Regions from separate parts of the Gossypium hirsutum genome. Here all the other regions are linked to region 2. A link is a contact called in public Hi-C data. All regions are on one chromosome and are shown on one strand. The core of a region is the stretch at or near the end of the contact, and the rest is flanking DNA. Distances in the headings are between cores, read along the strand shown. Region 1 holds the start of LOC107912685 (BAG family molecular chaperone regulator 1). Region 2 holds the start of LOC121203502 (probable transcriptional regulator SLK2). Region 3 holds the start of LOC107962679 (protein IQ-DOMAIN 14).

Evidence for each region. Hi-C and Micro-C count contacts between places; a contact is called where the count stands out from the background.
Region 1: a contact with region 2 is called in a Hi-C map of leaf, with 2.4 times the contacts expected there. The contact joins the promoter of LOC107912685 here to the promoter of LOC121203502 in region 2. A contact is called at or near these places in 14 of 34 Hi-C or Micro-C datasets (callus, fibers, hypocotyl and 2 more).
Region 3: a contact with region 2 is called in a Hi-C map of leaf, with 3 times the contacts expected there. The contact joins the promoter of LOC107962679 here to the promoter of LOC121203502 in region 2. A contact is called at or near these places in 12 of 34 Hi-C or Micro-C datasets (callus, hypocotyl, leaf and 2 more).

What each region holds. Positions count from the first base shown.
Region 1 is chrD08:34,572,215-34,576,956 of Gossypium_hirsutum_v2.1, reverse strand. It overlaps LOC107912685 (BAG family molecular chaperone regulator 1), which reads left to right and starts at 2,133. Exons shown (of 4, transcript XM_016840986.2): 1 at 2,133-3,069; 2 at 3,156-3,412; 3 at 3,503-3,649; 4 at 3,782-4,432. The coding sequence starts at 2,841. The coding sequence ends at 4,162.
Region 2 is chrD08:34,799,516-34,804,253 of Gossypium_hirsutum_v2.1, reverse strand. LOC121203502 (probable transcriptional regulator SLK2) reads right to left here and starts at 2,854. Exons shown (of 10, transcript XM_041100130.1): 1 at 2,758-2,854; 2 at 1,108-2,126; 3 at 677-808; 4 at 426-474. The coding sequence starts at 2,016.
Region 3 is chrD08:34,998,343-35,003,412 of Gossypium_hirsutum_v2.1, reverse strand. LOC107962679 (protein IQ-DOMAIN 14) reads right to left here and starts at 2,703. Exons shown (of 3, transcript XM_016899154.2): 1 at 2,107-2,703; 2 at 1-181. The coding sequence starts at 2,454. It overlaps LOC107963547 (a long non-coding RNA gene), which reads left to right and starts at 2,901. Exons shown (of 3, transcript XR_001701966.2): 1 at 2,901-3,232; 2 at 3,464-3,539; 3 at 4,301-4,637.

The sequences.
Region 1 (4,742 bases), core at 884-3,383, 230 kb after region 2:
TTACACTGTATTTTCGGACATGCACTTAATATTTCCAACTTGAATTTTCCTCAAAATCCTCAATTTCTTGCTGTCCAAGGAAACATCACTCTTAAAGATCATGTTGAATGTTGAACCAATTGAAATATGACTCAATCAATTGAATACATATTTCTATTTAAATGAATTTGTACCAAGAATCAATGTATCATCTTAAGGTTGTTAAATATTACAAAAAAAATTAACAACTCCAATAATTGTTAATAACAATGGTAGTGACAACATTAATGCTAACTTACTATCATGACAACTATACATAATAGCACAATTCCCTTATTCCATACCTAGAACATATTCAACAAGTGTAACACCAATAATAACATAAAAATTTCCTTAATAACAATGATTTGATCATTACATAATATTGATTACAAAAATTAATCACATATGTTATACCACTAATTTATGCATTATGAAAAAAAAACTCTTAACTAATTACGTGAGTTACTGAAGCTTTGCAGATAGTGCAATTTATTTTAAGGATCACAAATGAGAAAATTTTGACAATTATTTACATTATTTTTTACTTTTCTACCAAATGAAACCACATTATTTATAGGAGAGGGGAAATGTTTAGGTTAGCTTAAACATGCCTAAAGTCGACACCTATTTGTGTCGACTTCTTCATTAAAAATCATCCATGAATTCAACATCCACAAAAGTTGAGTTCCTGTTCTATCACATCAATTCCCTTTCCGTGTCTGTAAAATTCAATAGTTTTTTAGGAGAATTCCGAGAAGTTGTTAGTAGCACTTCGATACTCACTAGTGTTGAGTTCAAAATATTTCATTATCATAAAATGTTTGGACAATAAATTTTGCACATGCCATTTAGCCAAAACAAAGGAACTTAACATCCCGTGGATGTTGAGGTGGTCTTAAAAATCATGATTTGAAAAATAAATTTTAGATATAACTAAGATCGGAAATAATATTTAATTTTGTTATATAAAATAAAAAGATATTGTTTATTATATTATTTTTATATTAAAATCAATAAACTAGATTATTTTGAACATTATGATCTTTTTAGTTCATAATCTCATTTATTAAATCATTTTAAATATCATTTTCAATTCATTCTTTGTTCAAAATTAATTAGTTCAGGTTTTAGTCACTCAACTTCAAAAATTATAAAATAGTCACTGAATTATTCAAAAGTTTTCATTTAAGTTACTGAATTGTTTAAAATTTTTTATTTATGTCACTACACTATTAAGTATTTTTCTTTTAAAAGGTCTGACTAGCGAGCATTAAGTAATAATTCGATAATCAGTACGGTAGATTAGTTTCAATCGACAAGTAGATGAATATATATTAGATCCAAGTCAATTTGACAACTTGTGTAAGAGATAGGAGAAGTAAGCTGTTTGAATTTTGGTTTACAAATTTATGATGTTCATAATTGTTGCATGAATAAAACTAAAACATAAAAAAGATTGAGAATAAGAACTTTTGATTTGTGCAGACGATGCGAACAAAAAATGTCATGCAACGATGATTGTAATAACTCAATAATTTAAATAAAATTTTTTAATAGTTTAGTGATTATTGAATGACCAAAAAATAAATTTACTAATAATTTAGCAACCTTAAATTTAATTTATCATTTATTTGATTTTATATTTATTAAAATTTATGATAAACCTATTTGTATTTTTTTTTAATTTGAATAATTTGCGTACTAAAATTATTAACATTTCCTTTTCTTTTTCATTTTGCTTTGTTCAAACTTCGACCAATTTCGTTAAACTGCCACGTGTTTGAAATCGTCAATATAATTATCAAGTCAATGATTGGAATTATTGCAAAATTATAATGAATTCCCCGATATACCCTGAGCACTATACGTGTGCAAGTACCAATGATCAACCGGTCCTTTTATAAGATAAATCGTGTCGCAGCAGAATAGTACCTAAGATCCAAATTTTGGTAAAAGAATAATTTTTTTCTCAATCTTTTACACAATTTGGCGGCATCGTTGTTTGTTTGCCTTTCATTTTCCCCGTAATTTTAAAACATAAAAGTATATTTATTTTTTATTTAAACTATTTTTTTAATATATAAAAAATAAACATTTATATAATCTGTTTCTTAAGGTCGTAAAGCTGCTCAATTAGCTGTCCACTCGTTTTTTATTCATATTCTTTTTTTCTTATTCGTTTCCCTATTCTTCCATGAGTATCCCAGAGCTACTAGGAGGGAGAGAAAAAGAAACAGATTCATAATTTGGAAAGAAAATTGTTCATTTTCCATATTATAGTCTTTCCCCACCGTTGGACATTTGATTTTTCCAGTCTTTTTGTTGTGAAAAAGTGGGAGATTCTCGTAGCATCGTTTTATTTTTCTGCTACATTTGCGTTGGAGAGATCTGAGTTTTCTTCTTTTTGTGTCAGCGATCTAGGAGTTGAGTTTGGTTTTCTTGCAGGGAAAGAATCGATGATTTTCTCTTTTTCTTCTTGCCTTTGGTAAGACGCTATTGTAAAAGGGAGAAGTCGAAGAGTTGGAGTTTCCTTCGTGTCTTTGCTTTGGTTTGGTCTGCTTTATTTTTCTTGGTTGTCTTTGTAAATACGCGTGGGCGTTGGAATTGGACTCGGATAATGCTGGGGTGGGACTCTTAAGAACCTCTCGTGATAACATCCCCTTAAGTCTTAAAAATGGCTCTCCATGATTTCTGATACAGATCGCTCGCTTTCACTCTTTCTGAAGATCTAAAACAATCTCTCCTTCCCCTCCGTAGAAATTTTTCTTTCTTCTTTTTGTTTTAGTCACCGAAACGAAACATATCGTAGTTAAAAGAAAATGATGAGAGTGAAGACAAAAGCAACAGGGTTGGCCCCGGTGGCAAATGGCGGTGGCGGTAGAGGTGAATCGGCTGCTCATGATTTGGAGCTTAGACCCGGAGGCATGTTGGTACAAAAGCGAAACCCGGACTCCGATCGAAATTCCATCCCACCACCGACTATTAGAGTTAGAGTCAAATACGGCTCCATCTACCACGAAATCAGTATCAGTTCTCAAGCTACATTCGGTAAATTTCTCATCTTTCACAATAATAATACTAATAATAATAACCTCTAATAGACCAATTAAAGTTACTTTGGATTGTTGTGGCAGGGGAGTTGAAGAAGATGCTGACAGGGCCAACAGGATTACACCATCAAGATCAAAAGCTATTATACAAAGACAAGGAGAGGGATTCCAAAGCGTTTCTAGATATGGCAGGTGTGAAGGACAAGTCCAAAATTGTCTTAGTTGAAGACCCAATTAGTCAAGAAAAGAGGTTATTGGAGACCAGAAAGAATGCTAAGGTAGAGAAGGCATCTAAATCCATCTCCCAAGTCAGCTTGGAAGTTGATAGGCTTGCTGGCCAGGTACATAATATTCAATACTGGTACATAATAATTTATGAGATTATGCATTATTTTTCTTAGTTTAAATTATATTGGTTGGATATTGCCTAGGTGTCAGCTTTTGAAACAATAATCACCAAAGGTGGGAAAGTAGCGGAGAAAGACTTGATTAATTCGATTGAGCTGCTGATGAGTCAGTTGCTTAAATTAGATGCGATTACAGCCGATGGAGATGTAAAATTGCAAAGAAAAATGCAGGTACTTAAGAATCCCGATTTGCCGAAAGCAAACCCATATCCGTTGTTTATTCAAAATTAGAAAGATAAAATGTATATTTGCTTTTCTTTGGGACTTAGAGCCATACTGATTTGCCTTTTGGCATTGTTGAAGGTGAGAAGAGTTCAAAAATATGTTGAAACATTGGATATGTTGAAGATTAAAAACGCTATGCCAAGCAACAATGGAGGTCAAATGGAAATCCAAAATCAACACAAGCATACAAATGGGCAAAAACTAGCCCCAACCCAAGAGCAAAAGCCTAGGCATTTTAACTGGCAAAGACTAGCACCAGTTCAAGAGCAGCAATCGAGCAACTCAATTGCCCATTTGCCAATCCATCAACACCACCAATCAGCATCGGGGCCCGTCGTAGTCACCACGAACTGGGAGACATTTGATTCCTCCCCAGCATCGTTGCCGGTCCCCTCAGCATCCACATCAACCGCCAATAATTCAGTCCCGCCAAAATTCCCTTGGGACTTCTTTGACTAAGCAGCACTATGCCACGTCTCTGCTCTATTTTTCTCTGGTGTGTGTGTTGATGTGCTTCGGTTTGCCTTTCTCTTGGGTTTGTTATCATCATCATCATCATCATCATCTTCTTCTTCTTCTTTTTCTTCCATTCTTTCTGTACTTAGATATTGTTGGGCAACCCCACCCTTAATTTCTAATCTGCCATTCAGTTCACCATAAAATAAACGGGGCTTCCTCCACCATAGTGATTACTAATTACTATGATGATTATAAACTGTTGAAACCAAACTGTTAATTCTCCTCTATAGTTTTATTGTGTTTGAATTCATATTTTTCCTTTTGATGATTACAAACCCTATATTTTTAGTAATGTGTAATATATCAGTATCTCTATTTCTAGACCAAATGGAAAAAAAAGAAAGACCTAATAGAAGGAAATAAAGAACATACTACTATTTAGTCTTATTTTATATATACTGACAAAAAGGGCAATATTAAGTGGAAGGGAATTCAGTAATATAATAACTAACACGTCCAATGAGAGGAAACCATGTATGATAAAAAGTGCAGAGGAAATTATGACAGTGGATTGAATGAA
Region 2 (4,738 bases), core at 1,605-4,104:
ATAGAGTAGGTAAATCTAGAAAATGTTGAGAAACCATACATATTGATTTCAAGCAATTGGTATATTTATTATTGTTCAATTGAAAGAACAATAAACGAAAAAGCTTACCTGAAAGTTTTAAAGTGAAAGAATACAAACAATTCTAAAGCCCAGAACCCAAAAATTCAAGACATTGCATGTCCCTCTTCAATCCAATATATCAACATGGAGAGAGAAAAATGATATTCTATAATCTCAGGAATCTGAAGGTGATAAAACTGAAATCAATGAAAAGAAAGTAATGAATTTACTGCAGATAGCACTCTCTAACAAACACAGACCAAGGTATGTCTTTTTCTCATACCCTATTTCAAAAAAGTAATTCTACCAAATCAACTAAGATGAATTTCCATTCTAGAACAAAGTAAATAGTCATTAATCTTTACCAAACCCTCTTCCAGACTTAGACCCACAAATATCACACTGCCAGGTATCCTGAAAAAAATAAAATAAAATAAGGATTTTACATATTAGAATAAAAGCATGTAATTCAAGAAGCCAAGTAATGCAGAATATTGTTCATGCAGAAGAATGCATGCACGTTAATCAGCACATCACAGTAGAAAGGCCTAAACTTCATAATAAAATGGTAAATTCCTCACATTAAAAACTAGAAAAAAGAAGCAAAAGGACTAACCATAGCTGCTTGAGGGAAAATGCCATGTGCATGACTCCCAACATTATCATACAAAGATAAACACCACCTTTTCTTGGCACGAGGAGAATAATATTCTGCCACAAATTTCCTCCAATATGCAATGGTATTGTCCTACAAATCCAAGAAGGCATAACAGTATTCAAAACACTTTGAACCTCTGCAATTACTAAGTTAAATATAGTTTATCTCAAGACTTCAACAACGAGAAAGAGAGCATGCATAAAAGCATACAGTAAATTTCTACAATAAGTTAACAATTACATAACTTCGACTGCAACAAGACAATTGAGCCTGCATAAGGGGATAGCAGAATTTCACAAAAAGATGCAATAGGATTGAAACTGCTAAATGAAAACAATTAAAATACAAGACTCTGCCATGCAGTTAATAATTAAAAAACATAAACTCACAGATGGCCTTTGGCGTTGATGATATAGGTATTGCATTAGCCGGCGAGCACATACACCATCAGAGGGACGCTTTATTGAGGCTACTTGCTGCATGTCCTGTTGTTGCAACTGCTTCCTCAATTGCATTTGTTGCTGCAAGTGGGCTCTCTGCAATGGTGGCATTGACTGTAACATTTGTTGTTGCCTAAGTCTCTGCTGCTGGATCAAGGCTTGTAATTGAGGGTTTTGACCTGGCAACTGCATGGAATCCTGTCTTTGCAGAAGTTGTTGCAACACCTGCTGCTGCAGAATGTCTTCTTGCTTGACATCTACTCGAGTTTTTTTCTGCACCTGGGATACAATATTAGGGTCTTGCACAAAAGTCCCTGGGCCTCGTGGACCCAGAGTAAGTGAAACTTGCCCAGTTTGTGAAATGGGCAAAGATGAAGCACTTGAGGCCCCTTGCTGCAGCTGCTGACTCTGCTGCATTTGTTGGACACTGGGGTCTTGATGTGAGCCACGCTGGCCAATAGAGGATCCACCAATGACCGATGAACCTGACATGTTTATATTGTTGGAAGAAAACGACATGGGCGATGCTGGCAGGCGCATATATGAATCTGCATTTATGCTAGCACTTCTCTGCAAATGGGGACCTCTTGAAAATGCCAAATTTGCATCTTTGACAAAAGAACTTGCCCCAACACTAGGTCCTGAGTTCGCCACATTGTTCAAGACAGCACTGTTCATGTCCCCCGAAACAGGAGCCAGATTAGGATGCCCAGTTCCAGGAATTAAATTAGATGAGTTCTCATAAGGTGAGCACAAGCGAGTGTTAACTACAACCTGGGACTGTCCATCTCCTTGGAAGAAAATTCCAGAACTTGAGGAAGATTGAGTTAACCCTCCAGCTACTCGTGAAGGTGCCATTGAATGTACTGCCCCCTGGTGGCTGGAGTTTAAATAGCTGTCCAGAGCCAGGCCTTTCTGATAACAAATGCGCCCTCAACAATTTGGCAGAGATCTAAAAGCAATGTATACTAGAAAAACCAGATAATAATTAGAATCCGAATTGCACATGCTTCAAGAGAACAAAGTTACAACGTTTCAAACGTTATTCCACTAAGACAAAATCAATCAAGAATGAAAACACAAAAAAAAAAAAATCCACTAAGCTTTCCAAGCCTAATCTCCACAATTTTAAGGAAACGAACTTCCTGAACTCCCCCTTCCCAAAGCCACACACCCCCTGAATAAAAACCCTAATTTTTGGACCCAAGTCACTAAGCCAAGAATGTATAACTGAAAACCTAAAACCCTTCTACCTTAAAAGAACATATCAGCAATCACGAGACCTACATCACGAAACGAACTACTAATTAAATTCTAATTAAACTTGAGTATCAAATAGATTACACGCATTAAAAATTCAGTGTAATTGAATTCCAATTACAAAAATAAAGTTCGGAGCAACAGATTAACCATAATTAAAACTTCATAGCAACTTAAACAGCAGTAATCACTTCAAATTAAAAAAGAAAATGAAAAACCGGTAAATTTTCCTGCTTTTAGTGATCGATCAAAGAAAGTTGGAACTCATGATATGATTTACACTATTAACAAAAAATGAAGAATAAATTACTGCTTAAAGAAAAAGAGAGAAGCTACTACCTCAAAATCGCAATAGAAAAGGCAAACGTTACTTTTTACTGTTTTTGGTTTTTTTTTTTTTAAATGACTTGATTTGGGGAAAAAAAAGTTCAGTGAGAGTTTTCAAGAAGTCTGCTTATATACCTAGCGGGAACGGTAGAGAGGGAGTTACCGGCTGCACCGGTAATTTTGCCCTACGTCACCGAATGTGTTGTATCACAAGGAGGACACGTGTCCTTCCCTTGATAGCACAACGAAGTCGATGTTAGATAGCAAAGTGGCGACGCGAGCTCGCAGCTAACGTGGCTAGACCTCATTCGTTGACCCCCAAGGCGGCTTATGATATATCGTGAGATGATGTCATTTTGGGTTATGTTTTTATTCCACTTTAAATATGATTTTTTTGGGGGGGGTTCGCTCTTTGTTGCTTATTGGTCCTGTTTTTTCCCTTCGAATTGAACATATTTTTGGTGAAATAGTGGACAATCTAAAAGCTGACAACAATAAATGGTGTCGAAGAACATTGAAGGCTTTTGTCAAAAGATAGAGCTGGAAATGATTAGTGTTAACAACAAATTATGTCCGCCTAGACAATTTCGAGTTTTTTGAGCTTTGATTTTATTGAATTATGAGATTATTTAGATTTTCTATACTTGGAATTGGGCCATTTATTGTTCAAAATTGAACTTGATTTTTATTTTCTTTGGCCCAGTTTGTTAAGGCCTAATGGTTACTTGATCAATTTTAAATTTGAATCCCAATTCATTTTTCAAGCTCAGATTCATTTCGGGTCTAATTTAAAACCTATTATTGGAGTAGATCCGTTTTAAGCGTGTGAACACTTCGTAAAGAGGACCTAAATTTTTAACCAAGCAAATTAACAGTACAACAAGCAGTACAAGAATTAAAAAACAAGTTTTGGAATACAATTTCGAAACAAAAACAGATCAAACACTAATAACATAAGATTTACTTATTAAACAAAAGCAATATTAACGCTAACACAGATTAAGAGAACTGCAGCCACCAATTTTCTGTTAATAATTAAAAAATTAATAAATCAGGTTAACGATTTTATTAAAATATGAAACTTTGAGCTTTAAGAAAAACACAAAAATTTTTTTTTTTTTGCTAGGTGTGAACGGTGACTTTTTCAAAAAGAAATTTCAAAACCTCTTTAAAACTGATAATTTTAAAGTCTACGTTAAAATCTAAAAAAAAAAATGGAGAGTTGGTTCCGCGTAGAGCAAGTTATAGCATCCCTACCATATCCAAAATTGGTACATTTATAATTACACAGTTGTCAAAAAAAAATTCAAAATTCAAATGTTGGAAATCTCATGTTTAATTGTGATCCCTTGAAATAAATCACTTATATTTTTTGAGTGAATTAAGTTTTTAAAGTACAATAATTTTCTGTATCTCCTGATGTCTCGGAAAATACTAAAAAATTGTTTTTTTATAGAAAGCAAAACACATGAATTCACTCAATTTAGGAAACGATATTTTATTATTAGTAAGTATCAATAAATCCTTCTCTACACGATGAAAGAAACATTGATGAAATTAATTCGAAGTTATTACCGCAATATTTTAAAATATATATATGTAAAAAAATTCTACTAAATATTCTATTTTTTATTTTTAAAAAAATTGGTAGAATGTTATGTTTGGATTTAGTGCCCTAATTGTAGTGATTCCGTCTATATATTTGTAATTTTTCGAACAAATTGGTTTAATAAAAATTCATCACTATTATTGATATGTTTTGTATAATGTCCTTAACATTTTTTTCACACAAAGCAAAATGAAAGCAAATATTGAATCATTGATTATCTAATGTTTAAACTAATATTAAATGAAATTACGTGGTCGGATCGTAATTCGAAAAGACAACTTATATTAGTAGATAATCTAAACACATCTTTAATTTAATCGGAATTGAGTAAATCGATTGAAAATTATATATGTCATTTATCAAGTCTAAATGGGAAGATACATT
Region 3 (5,070 bases), core at 1,454-3,953, 200 kb before region 2:
TCTTGCAGGTTGAATAGAAAGATTTTGTCATGTAAGAACGACTAGCACGGGCTCGAGCTTGAAGTCTGACCAATGTTTGCATGCGTCTGAGCATGTCTGCTGTTTGCTTCCTCACAACGTGACCTCTCACCAGTGCTTGAAGCTTCACCAATGCTTTCAATGCCCTCAGTGCCCTCCGTGCCTAGACCAAGTGCCAGCAAAAGTAAAAGATCCAGCATCATTTCCATAAGAGACTATCCAAAACCATTCAATACCAACCAATTGACTGAATGATAACCCTTGTAAGATCTTTGCACAAGAAAAACAAAAGAAAGAAAAACAACAGACTGACATTTCTTTAGTCCTGCCAGAAGCTAAAGCATGTAATGATGCATTAGCCCAGAGATTCTAAAAAATTATTCATACCAGACCGACATCAATCCGGAAAAGAAACAGACAAATTGATAAAATCATTATCTATAGTGAAGTAACAGAAAAGAGAACAGCCTCTCCCACCTAGAGATCATACTAAATATTTCTTTTTAGTATTAACCAAGACTTTACAGCTTTCCAAAAAAGTTTAACCCTATTGTTTAATGAATAGGCATCTCAACAAAGTAACTTTGTCAATTAATTATTGCAAGCTGTGTTCATCTCATATCTTCTCCTCTAAGAACACTCCAGTTATATGGAAAACGTGAAGGAGGCCAAATGCAGTGAATAGTCATGCATGTAACACCGGGAATGCACAAGGCATGGAAAAGAAACTTTAGCTGTTCTCTTTTCTTCATGACTTTTCATTTTTTTCCCTATATCTGTGAAAATAAGGGTATGATGGCATGACCCTACTTATTAAAATGAGCATATTCGTCTCGCATAACTTTAATGTATGAGTTCAAACCTCAATAAACATTGAACCGGTGACAAATTTAAAATACAGGAATAGAATCTAAAAGAAATTCCAAAACTAACTAGCTTTCAAAGGAAAATTAATAATGAGTGATAAAGTTAATGTTATAACATATAAAAAGTAGCCATCTGAGTTGGAAGCATTATTTCAGTTTTGGTGGAATATGAAGATAAACATTATCTAGCCTGCATGTTAATAGTGAGAGATGTCTCAGAAAGCGAGCAACCAACTTTGGCCGAAAATTTCTATAGAACAACCATTTGGGCAGAAATATTTTTGTCTGAATTCTTCTAAATCTTTTAACTGCTAGTCTTTAAAAACCAGTAGGAGACATGAGGGGAAAGACCAGATGAATTTAGTCAAACAAGTCTGTTGAGTATTTCAAATGGGTTAAACTGTGTATTTATATGATATAGTTATTATTCATGGATGTGATATTGTAGATAGATGCATGTATTTTCTAGATGTGAGTTCACTTATATAGTCGTGCAAACCCACATGCGGTCTCATAGAAGAGTACCAGCATCTTATATGCAAACCCAAAGCGCACTAGGAAGCACATGACGTCACACATACTCAATATGAAGTAGAACACACGTGTGGAAGACTTCCACGTACGGCATTACAATTTTGAAGGAATAAATGGACTTTTTTTTCTTTTAAATAATAAAAATAAAGAGAGAGAGAGAAATGACGAATAAGACAGTGAAGATGGTTAGAATGGTTTTAGAGGATAACGGGGAATCGCTTCTCATCCCTGGTGAGTTGCTACTTGTGAAAGAAAAGCCTGATGGCGAAATGACCACCTTTCGTTGTCGGCGTTCGTTACTGGCCCTTTTCAACACAGCTTTTTTTTTCTTTGTTCTTGTTTCCTTCTTCTTCTTATGGGACCATCCATTCCCAGTTGAAGCCTTTGTCAAGATGGGTGTACCAAATACACTCTCAAAGCAACCTTCTAAGCATCTTTAAGCTCTAAAAATATTTTTTTTAAAAAAAGGGGGCTTTTCGAGGTGTTTTTGAAATTTATAAAGGTGCAAGAGGGCTCAAAAGAATACCAACCACAGCTCTGTTTCCAGTTGAAAAAACTAAGGAAAATAACTAACAAGAATTCTTAGCCATCATCGGCAATAAATGAACCTAAAGCCCCAATTTAGACAACGTAATAAAAAAGTTCAAGCAAGAATAAAATAAAATTTAGAACAGAAGAAAATACTAACCAGATAACCTCGAAAAGCGGACTGTATCTTAACAGCCGCTAGTTCTTGTGGGAGGCGTCGGTTGCTCCCATCGGCGCTGCCAACACCACCACTTGTCAGCCTAACAACCTCAGCCGCCGCATGCGCTGCAGCCAGAGCAGCCTCAGCTACAGCAGCAGTGGCGGCTGCTACTGCTATGGCGCGCTTGTTGGCATCCAATGTGCCATTGCATGGACCAGAAAGGGCATCAAGATGAGAAGTCGAAGACGTGGGATGGGAAGATCTGGTAAAGCTCCAACGCCTCCTGTCTTTGTCGGGGCGTTGTTGGGCAGGCTTCTTGGCGCCAAAGAGTCGCCGGAAAAGGCCCATGATTCATTGCCTGTGAACTAGACGAGCACTTGAAGGCATGGTTAATTGTAGTATAAGCATATTTTTCTTTTGTGGGTGAAAAAGAACGAGAGGAACAGAAAGGAGTTAAAAGGGAAGAGCCGGAGAAACTTGGGATTTTGTACCCAATGAAACGAACCACAATTCACAACACCCAAACGATACGCGTCCCTAAGATACCATGTATTACACGCGCCTGGGTTTGCTCAAAATTAGGGGTGAAATAGGAAAAAGTCAAAAAAAAATATTCTAATTTTAAATTATTTGAATCGAGTTAATCGAGTTATTTAAATTAATTTAATATTTTTAAATTTCAAATTTAAGTTGAGTTGAATTTTTGAATTTGATTAACTCAAATAATTCGAATAAATCGAATATCATAATATATTATTTTAAATTTTAAATTTATATTATTTAGTTTAATTAATAATTATTTTACATTTTTCTCCCCATATCCTTTTACTTCCTCTGGTCAACCGCACCATTTTCATCCTTCTTTAGTTCTTCTTCATCAGTTTATGAGGTTAGGCAAATCCCTCACCCGTTTTCGGTTTCCGTCCCTCACCACAGCTATTGCTACTGGGTGTTGTTGATATCATTGTTGTAAAATTTGTTGTTGTGGCAAAGGTTGTTGATGTTGCTGTTGTAAAACGAACTGCCCTTGGATCTTCGAAACTAGTGTTCCTTCTAGCTGCTCCGTTCTCTTCAGTCTTCACCTCGACTTTTTTGCATCTCCTTAACCTCATACCCAGCAGTCCAGGTTTGGTTATAAAACACTTTTACTTTTATTTTAGATTTGTGGGATTGTTATAGGTTCAGCTTATTACCTCTTTCACTCACGAACTAACAAATTGCAAATTTGCTCAGAAGAGCAGCAATTGACTTCTTTGTTCATTGCATTAATTTTTTTTCTTATATTTTATTATGGAAATCAAGACTTAAAGTTTAGTAATTTTTTTAATTTACTAGTTTAGCATATTGTTTTTGCTAGTCAATTTATGTAAATTCGAAGACCCTAGTTGAATCGAGGAAATCCCGATCGTCTTCTTCAATTTTCAGAATGAAAGGTAACCCCATAATTCTTTTTACTATTGTAGTTTGTTGATAAGTATCAATGTCTTTACTTTTTGCTTATTATTTAAGTTGGAATAACAACTTGGATTTGGATCCTGTTTTGAGTAAATTTTAGAATTGTGCTTAAAATAATTAATTAACTACTTTTAAGATGTTTCATCCCTAATTGATTTTGAAACAACACGAAAGTCATTTTTTAATTTAACTCAAACAAATATATTCGGTCTGATTTAAATTTCATCTCACTCGATTTGATTCGAGAAAATTTCAAATAGAGTTAGGATTATAAAATAAGATTCGTCAACTCAATCATCTCGAAATTTTTTCATTCGATTCGATTCAATCGAACACTTACCCCTACTCAACATTATGGTAAAACATGCATATTTTCCATAAACTTAGGTGTGTGCGTTTATTTTACAAAAGCTTTTGAAATCTTTTTATAATTTCCTTTTAAAAGGTAAATTGCATAAATAATCATTATAAAATTATCTTTCAATGTTTTTTTTCAATTACGGAATCATCCTTAATGTTATTAGATTGTTATAAAATAATCGTTCAATCATTAATTATTGTTAATGGAGTAATGACAAATTAGTATAATTAATTAAATTTGTCATATATTTTTCATGTATTTTGTTTCATAATTAATTTATATTTATTATATTTTATTAACAAATAAATTTGTTCTTACTCTTACAAGCCCTAACTTCATCCATTTTTATACCTATTTGTTTTTTTCCCGACATTGAAGCCATGAAAAAAGAAGAAGAAGAAAAGAAAGTAATGGAGCTATCCATTGTGATTCTAGAATGCTATTGTGGAAACCCAACTGCTTTTAAGAACTTCTTGGTCTAATAAAAATCTATGTATATTCTATTTTTGCAAAAACTATGGTTATGGGTATCACAAGCTCTATATTTCTTAGATGGTATAATCCACCTTTGACGGCTTATACAAAAGTTTATTTCATTGGGTTACTAAGAAAAGCGAAAACAATAGAGGAAAAAATGAGGAAAGAGAGAATAACGAGTGTAATGCCCTGGATTTTTTGGGAATCAAAAGAATTAGTTTTGATCCGATTTTTTAAATCGAGCTATGTATCGATATGGTACAAATGGATGGTGCTACCAAATCACTAACAAGGAAAATACCTTTAATTTATTCAAGAAATTTTAAACTTGAAAACATTTTCATAAAACTATAGAAAATATTTAAATTCTATTCAAAATGAGTTTTATGTTTTCCAAAACAAAGTTAAAAAAATCTTACAGTGTCAATTAAAGCAAAAGAACTAAGTAATTTGTAAAATATAAGAATGTTACTTAATGTCTTAAAGGTTACTTAGATCCTTAAAGAATTTTATAAGAAATTAAATAAAACCAAAAGAGTAAAGATATGTTCAACCACCACCCAGGTGGCCAAAGCTCCCGCCTAGGTGGAATTGGAGTTATTAGTTGTATTTTTGATAAAGAGTCGCTCAGGCAGCTTGAGCTATCGCTCAAGTGATAATGTAATTAATAT